Linked DNA regions of Danio rerio: region 2 is linked to region 1. Evidence: chromatin contacts called from public HiChIP or PLAC-seq data. All regions are on one chromosome and are shown on one strand. Each heading gives the region's core, a stretch centred on a gene start, on an enhancer-like site or on the middle of the called end of the contact. The rest is flanking DNA. Distances are from core to core; before and after follow the strand shown.

The links. HiChIP or PLAC-seq counts read pairs in DNA pulled down with a chosen protein or histone mark.
Region 2: a contact with region 1 is called in an H3K4me3 HiChIP or PLAC-seq map of gastrula embryo, with 3 times the contacts expected there. The contact joins the promoter of ptmab here to the promoter of dlg1b in region 1. A contact is called at or near these places in 2 of 4 datasets of contacts at active chromatin or transcription factors (embryo and gastrula embryo).

Annotation. Positions count from the first base shown.
Region 1 is chr2:5,303,979-5,308,087 of GRCz12tu, forward strand. It overlaps dlg1b (discs large MAGUK scaffold protein 1b), which reads right to left and starts at 1,931. Exons shown (of 22, transcript NM_001012388.1): 1 at 1,804-1,931. The coding sequence starts at 1,905.
Region 2 is chr2:5,451,344-5,455,366 of GRCz12tu, forward strand. ptmab (prothymosin alpha b) reads right to left here and starts at 1,352. Exons shown (of 5, transcript NM_001098730.1): 1 at 1,210-1,352. The coding sequence starts at 1,254.

The sequences.
Region 1 (4,109 bases), core at 681-3,180:
TATGAAGTGACGTGCGCCAAGCAAGTGGGGCAAGCAGGATGCAATGATTAGCCGATTTCACTATTAACTGCACTTGAATTCGTCACAGTTAATTAATCGTAAAGGCTTGTCAACGCCGCATTTCTGTTGCATGGAACGAAACGAAACTGCTGCAACTAAACCAAGTTATGTCAAGTTGTCAACTGTGCACTAGTTTAAAGTTCCATGTATGTACACCGAGGCTAATACGCACTCACCGGATTAACTATAGCAGTGGCCAGTCCCATAACAAGTCTTTTCAGCTTGCAAGTTTGTTATTTTTAATGTAATAATATATGACAATATGTGCGCACAAGCGCAGCAACACACTTGCGTCTTTCTGGGTGCACACAGTAGAAAACATCTTACGGTGAGAGTTGTGCGTGCCTTTCAGTGCAATGTTAACAACATATATGTTAGACGAGTTATTATTAAAATGATTGTGCTGTATGTATGAACGCAGAAGGCAACAACGAGCCTGATCTCATGAGAAAACGTAAGTATTTTACGTTTTCCCAGTTTAGTGGCTAATTCGTACGAATTCGTACGAGTTCAGTCGTATGAAATGGTACGATCTTAAAAAGGAGGCGTGGCACCTAACCCCACCCCTAACCCCAACCGTCATTGGGGGATAAGCAAATCGTACTAAATTGTACGAATTAGAAAGGATGAATTCATACGAATTAGCCACTAAATGAAAAAGTTACGAATTGCCGTGAGATAGTGTTGCAACAACAGTTATTCTAAATAGCTACTTACCTCATATAAAGCTTGAATTTACATTAGACGTGATAACCGTGAACCCATGATTATTCTTTAGACTATATAATCGTACAACCATAATTGTGATGCAGTTTAAAAAAATAAAACATGAATGTGTCTTAAAGTAGAAAAAGCCTACTTGAGCAATGCACTGCTTTTGCTGTGCTCTGATATACAACATTTGAACATGTTTGTAAACAAGAAAAGTCTATTGTACAGTGCACTGATATTATGTAGTTTCAAAATACAACATATTCATATTTTAATGTAGAAAAAGCCAACGTGGGTGTCTTAAGGAGAAAATAAACAGCATATGGGCTCTTATATGCAGTTGTGTTATCACTCATAAAGCAAGTCATATCTCTCCGGCCCTTCATTTGGGATGCTTTTCATGAACCGGCCCCCGTGACAAACTAATTGAATAGCCCTGTCCTATACATTTAGTCAAACACAAACGAGAAAAAAACCTAAATGAAAGAACCTAATTAGCACACCGTTCCCTACACCCCTTAAATTGTCTAAAGAAAGACGAGCTATTAGTTCATGGGAGCCAAATCTGGCCTACTTATATTTCAACACTTGATCATCCTATACATTTAGACAAACACAAACAATTAAAAGCCTAAAAGAAAGAACCTAGCTGTCCTAACCTAACATAAATTGTTTAAGAAGAGACTAAAAGGCAATAAATCTGCTGTACGCCAACTCTCTTACATCTAGAAGACAACTCCTCTCATCTCATCAACTTTTCAATTATGTGTGCCTTAAAAGAAATTCAGTCCATGAACGTGTTATGCCAGATCTCTCTGCAAGAATAAGTCTACTTCTGAAGTCTGCTAGATCTCGAAGAGAACTCTTATCTCATCAAGTTGATTGCATGTGCCTCGGGAGTTCCAACTGGCAGCAGTACCAAGCATTTTGGCTGCCACTCTTGGCTACACCTTGATGTAAAGCTGGACAGACTCTCACAGACTGTCCTGTCCTGTGAATTAAGCGAACCTGAGAAGCAGCTCCACCACCCACCTTGCATCCGAACATGAGTGAGATGGTGCTGTTGGTGCAGGCCACTTTGCAGTGGCACAGCATGGGCGAGAAGCAGTCCAACTTCTTGATGCTGGGAGACATTTTCTCGCCGCTGTGGCAGCTGAGCCGATCAGCCAGCGAAGAGCCGGAGACTCGCCGGCGCGAGCGATACTTGCTCCTGCCTCTCCGGCCACCTCCTGCTCCTCCACCACCACCTCCTCCTCCTCCTGCCCCTCCACTGCTGCTGCTGCTGCCCGCTCTCACCATCCACCCTCATTCCTCGTCTCACTCCATCACGCCAGGGAAGGGACAGCCAGTCTGCTTCCTTCATCCAGCGAGTTTGTCCACACGCCCCCTTCTCCTTCACCGCTGCTCCGGTCTTCCTCAGAGCCTTTCGTCTTCTGCTTCACTGGCTTGCGAGATCCGTCCCTCCACCTTTCACAGCTGTGAGTCACGGTGGAGATGTTTGCACGGAGGCCTCATGCCGAGTGCATGCATCCGTGAAGGAACAGCTTTCGGGACCTTTTGGTCATCGCCAAGAAGACACCACACAACTGCTGCGTTCCCCCAAAAGGGAAGGTGAAGAATGCCACAGTTTGAACAACGCAGCGAGTTGTGAGGAGAACGCGGGAAGAGGAGGAGAGCTGTGAGGGGAGGGAGGGAGGGATAAAGCTGTTGCAGCGCGTGGGGTTTGTCACATGGACGTCGAGTTGGGTTGAGTCTCTCTCTCTGTCTCATCCTCGGCGTGGGTGCTCTACGTCACCCAATACATTGAGGGGAAGGCAAAAAAATAAAAAGCCAAGGCAGTAACAGTGAGATGGAGAGGAGCAGCAAATGAACATCCTCAGGGAGCACAGCCTCGCATGCAGGAGGAGGAGCGATGTTGGAGTGACTTACAGCACGTTTGCACAGTGGAGAGAAAAGGGGGAGGGGAGCGTCGAGCCTGGCCAATAAGATGACGGAATGTCATTGGCAGCTGACTGGACAGTGGATGTGACCTTCTGAGAATGGCTCCATTTCTTGATGGGATCCCTACGGTGGAGAGAGTGAGCTGGCAGAAAGATGCTTAAGCTTAATTTCTCCATTACTTCTGATTTGATTAGGCCGACCATGAAATGGTCACATAGGACAAACCGCTCGGGTCACTGGCTTTTAAGGGGCAGTGATGTTGGGGGAGGGTCGGCAATGACAAAGATCTCTGCCGTGACTTTGCTTTAGGAAATTTTTAAATCAGCAGTCAAGCTAAGAGGGATGTGGCAAAATGCTGCCATACTCGCTAATCTAATCCTCACCGCTAATAAGATCCTGTTCTCGCACAGCGTGCACATGCATCTGCTATATTCTGCCAGTGAGGCAATCCTCAAGGCCATTTAATATTAAACATTTTGGACATTTTAGTTACTTCTCTCATGCTGACCTACATAACGTGCAAAAGTCAAAGACTCTGAGCCAGTAGTACTACTAACGTCAATTACCCCTATTTTACGTACAATACTTGGGTTGTCAGTGTGCCTCACTGTCCAAAGTGTGACTCAGATCCTGCCGTTCTCGTAATGTATGCGTCACTCAGCGTGCAACACGACTAACACTGGCTAAGTCCATTCAAGGATCATCCGAATGCTCGTATGAAGCATCACGAAAACGCTCATGACACGACTGCACGGACATATAAATATAGTTGGTCTTACTTTAGAATACTATTTTTGTGGCAACAATTTCTCAATGAACGTCACAGAGTCATGAATCTGAGAAGGGAATAGAGTCAGTTTCACAAACAAGGTTTAAGGCTAGTCGAGATTAAATTGCATGTTTGAGCTGTCTCAACTCAAAATAACTTTCAGAGAGATGTCTTAAAATCTGTCAGTGTCATTTTTTTGTCTCCAGGCGCACTCCAGTAATATATTTTTCTAAGGCCATTTTAATAAATGTGGCTTAAATAGCCATGGTCCTGGCTTACTCTAAGCCCTGCTTGTGAAACTGGGCCTTAAAGTCTTAAAGGTGTATAGTTCTTCACCCATCAAATTGGCATACTCCAAATAGAGCTGGGCGATATGGCCAAAATGCAATCTCTGTAATTATTTTCCATATTAAACGATAACGATATATTTTGATATTAGTTGTTTAATGATTTCAGATTCAAAAGAGTACCCCAAAAATGACTGAAGCCAAAAAAATTAAAGTTCCATTAAATGGTATAACATGCACTGTAAAAAATAAACGTTATTTTACTGGTAATTGTCTGTATTTTTTACGGAATTTTTCAGTTTTTTCATTATACAGTGAAATACCTGGTGTTTTAAAGATAT
Region 2 (4,023 bases), core at 102-2,601, 150 kb after region 1:
GTTTCAATGTAAGCACACAAAGAGCTGTTAAATGAGTCTTACCCATGCAAATATTTTCATTAATTCGTTTATATAATCTTTAGCCCTTAAGCCGTTTATCAACCACATCAACTAGGACCGCCCCCTTAAATTCACCGACGTCCCTGGCTTCAAACTAGTAAACCAACAAGCCCACGTTGCCGTTACACACGGAAAAATGTAAACTATTGAGAAATATATTAGACAGATTTTGGGGGGGACTCGCACATCAAGCGCCCCTGTGAGTTTAAAGGGCTTTCAGGTACGAGACACCACGAGTAGAATATTAAAGATATGTCTGTGTAAAATATTAAACAGGAAATAAAATGTATATACATTTCACTTTTATTATCCGTACAATGAAATGGGTTAGCCCATTCCGGCGGTGAAATCCGATGGACTGCAGCGTCGATTCAAGTTCCGCGTATCGGCTGCATCAGAATCAATCGGAGTTTGCCACAACAGTGGGTACTTACAATAAATCACTAGACTATTAAACGTTCATGATTCTTCATTTCACAACTGTTTGTGATTTAATTGTGTACTATTTAATTTCGACTGAAGCACCATGGAGCCAGGGATAAACCGGTAAACTTTCAGCCCCGAAGCGACCTACCTACCCATCAACGCGGCTTTGGAAACCCGCGGTAATGCATGTTTGCTACAAACTAACCCTTAATGAATGAACGGATTGGGGAATAAACGTCTAGTCAAAACGCTGCACGAAGCCTACCCAAGCCATAAAATCATACCCACAAACAAAATGCGAGTAATTTGTGTAACAAATATGCTTAAGAGCTGGAACGCGAAATGCAAAGAGTGGCAGGTTTAAGGATTTATCACGGTTGTCGTCCGCAGCTCACATCGCCGCTGTTCAAAGGGGAACCGACACGCTTGTATAAACAAAGAACCCGCGCGCGCAGACTGTTACATTCCGGACAATGAGAAATTGCGTTCGAATGTGTTCCAGTTCCGAACGCGCTACAATGTATCCATTTACATTCCTCGTCAATTTAAATCTCCCACGGAGCCGTTATCGAACACTTTTCTTTTAATCTTTAAAAAAAAGGATCAACGGCTCTTTCCGGCTCCAGCCAAAAATAGACTCCGCGTTCACGTTCAATCTGAACTAGAACAACAAATGTAAGAGTGAACGACCATTTCGTTCATTTATCCGCGTGGTGTTCTTACCTTTGCGGAGATTTCCGTTGCGGAGTCAACCTTTGCATCTGCCATAATTAATGTTGTGTATCAATAGAATTGGAGCGCAGGAAAATGCGAGAATAATCCGCCTGTGTCCCCCGACAATCACTATTGTAATGAAGCTTTCTTATGCCGACGGCATGTGATGAAGGAGCCTTTAATATAGATTTGTAGGCGGAGCATTAGAGGCGGGTGCATGCGTTTGATAGGCCAACACGCTCCATAGGGCGTGTCTTCAGCGCAGTAGAGTGGAACAATGGAAAGCTAAACGTAAAAAGACACACCCCCAGCCGGCCAACAGAGAGGACACACCTCCTACCTCCGCTTTTCTCGCATACAGACACATCTGTGCACCGCAATTTTACATTTTCCTCAACAAAAGTGTGGACACGACATACTAACTCTTACGTTTGATGTTCTTGTGAGCTCATTAAGTCTTTTACGTAGCAAACGTCTCCTATCCACTGGCGTTTAAACGTTCCTGACCCCTAAATCACCCCCAAACACGACACCTTCATGTTTGGTAGATGTGTAGTCAACATTTGGAAAAGTGAATCACGTTAGAGAAATGTTTTTAAAGCGGTGATGGGGTGGAATTTGGGAAGCGGTGTGTTTTCATGCCAGATGCAGCCCCTCCCCTTTCCGTGAATTTCGCACTAAACTTAGCACTAGTTAAAAAGCAAAAACACCTCTTTCTCTCTTTCATCTGATAAATTAAATGAGAAGAAGCACACATGCTAAAACATCACCGGAAATGTCGAGTTTGTTGCATGAACTACTTCGCAACAAGACGGACAAGTTTATGGTAATAATCTTATATTGTTTACCCCATTAAAAACCTAACAACACGGTGTAAGGTGCATCTGCTAGCGTTCTTTTTTTTTGAAGTCTTTCAATGGCATTTCTCAATTTGGACTCACGCATTTAAAAACCTCAAACTACACGCGTCTCATCCTTTATCATCCGGGATGAGTTGCATTTAAACAAAGCAGAAGCCATAACCTCGCCGGCGAACATAGAGGGGAGGGGAATTACAGAGACTTCATCATAACCTACATTCAAATTCTACTTTGATGACGAGTCTTATTGCGGGCGCGCGCATCTGATTGGTTGTCGAGACGATTTGTGTTGACGGTTGACGCTTTGCGCGCAACTATTGGACGCCTGAGACGTCAATAAAAGAAATGACCCACAGTACGCGGGAAAGCCTGGAAAGTGGATTCGGAAAGATCCCTGGCCTGGAAAGCGGTTTATAAGAAGAGCCAAGGTGGGCGTTTGTAAATAAGTGCTGTGGCATCACAGTTTGGGGATAAATATGTACACTTTTGAAATGACAAAGAGGAAGGCCTTGTTTATGAACTAAATTAACAAATATTGACGAATAAATAATGATTTTGCTGTAGGCTAAAATTAGACTGATACTAAAAGCTTGGCACACCTAGCAAAAACCTGTTCAACTAACACATGCAGGCCATCCTGCCAATCTAAACAGATAGAATGGGAAAAATACGTTTGCTAATAAGACAGATAAGCTATAAAGGACATCATCAACTAATAACAATAGCATTTAATAACAAAACTTAATAACAATAATACAAATATATCATATATATATATATATATATATATATATATATATATATATATATATATATATATATATATATACCTTTTTTTTTCTAAAATACTTTTTCAAAACATTAACTTATGTTATGTTGTAAAATTACTATGAAAGCTTTTAATTTGTATATTGGGGGATTTTCATTGATTAATTTTATTTTCAGCTTAGTCCCTTTATTAATCAGGGGATTAATCGACATATGTTCTACACAGCAGATGCCGCAACCCATCACTGGGAAACATCTATGCACACTTATTCACACACATACACTACAGCCAATTCACCTATAGTGCATGTCTTTGGACTTGTGGGGAAACAAAAGCACCCAGAGGAAACCCAAGCCAACAGAGGGACAACATACAACCTCCGCACAGAAATACCAACTGACCCAGCCGAGGCTCGAACCAGCGACCTTCTGGCTGTGCGGCGACAATGCTACTCAATGGGCCAGCGTCACGCCGTTAGGGATTTTTTTTTATTATATATAAAAGTATTTCAAAATATATTTCAAGGAAAATACATTAACAGCTGACAGACGATTATCAGGTCTAAAACTGTAACAGACAAAAGTTACAGCTATATTTGTACAGCTGTACATGTACACTCACCGGCCACTTTATTAGGTACACCTTACTAGTACCATGTTGGACTCTCTTTTGCCTTCAGAACATCCTTAATCCTTCGTGGCATAGATTCAAGAAGGTAATGAAAATATTCCTCAGAGATTTTGCTCCATATTGACATGATAGCATCATGCGGTTGCTGCAGATTTGTCGGCTGCAAATCTATGATGTGAATCTCCGGTTCCACCACATCCTAAAGGTGCTCTATTGGATTGACATCTGGTGATTGTGAAGGCCAATTGAGTACAGTGAACTCTTTGTCATGTTTAAGAAACCAGTCTGAGATGATTCACACTTTATGACATGCCACGTTATCCTGCTGGAAGTAGTCATCAGAAGAGGGGTACGCTGTGTTCATAAAGGTATGGACATGGTCAGCAACAATACTCAGGTAGGCTGTGGCGTTGACATGTTGCTCAATTGGTACTAACGGCCCAAAATATGCCAAGAAAATATCCCCCACACCATTACACCACCACCACCAGCCTAAACTGTTGATTCAAGGCAGGATGGATTCATGCTTTCATGGTGTTGATGCCAAAATCTGACCCTACCATC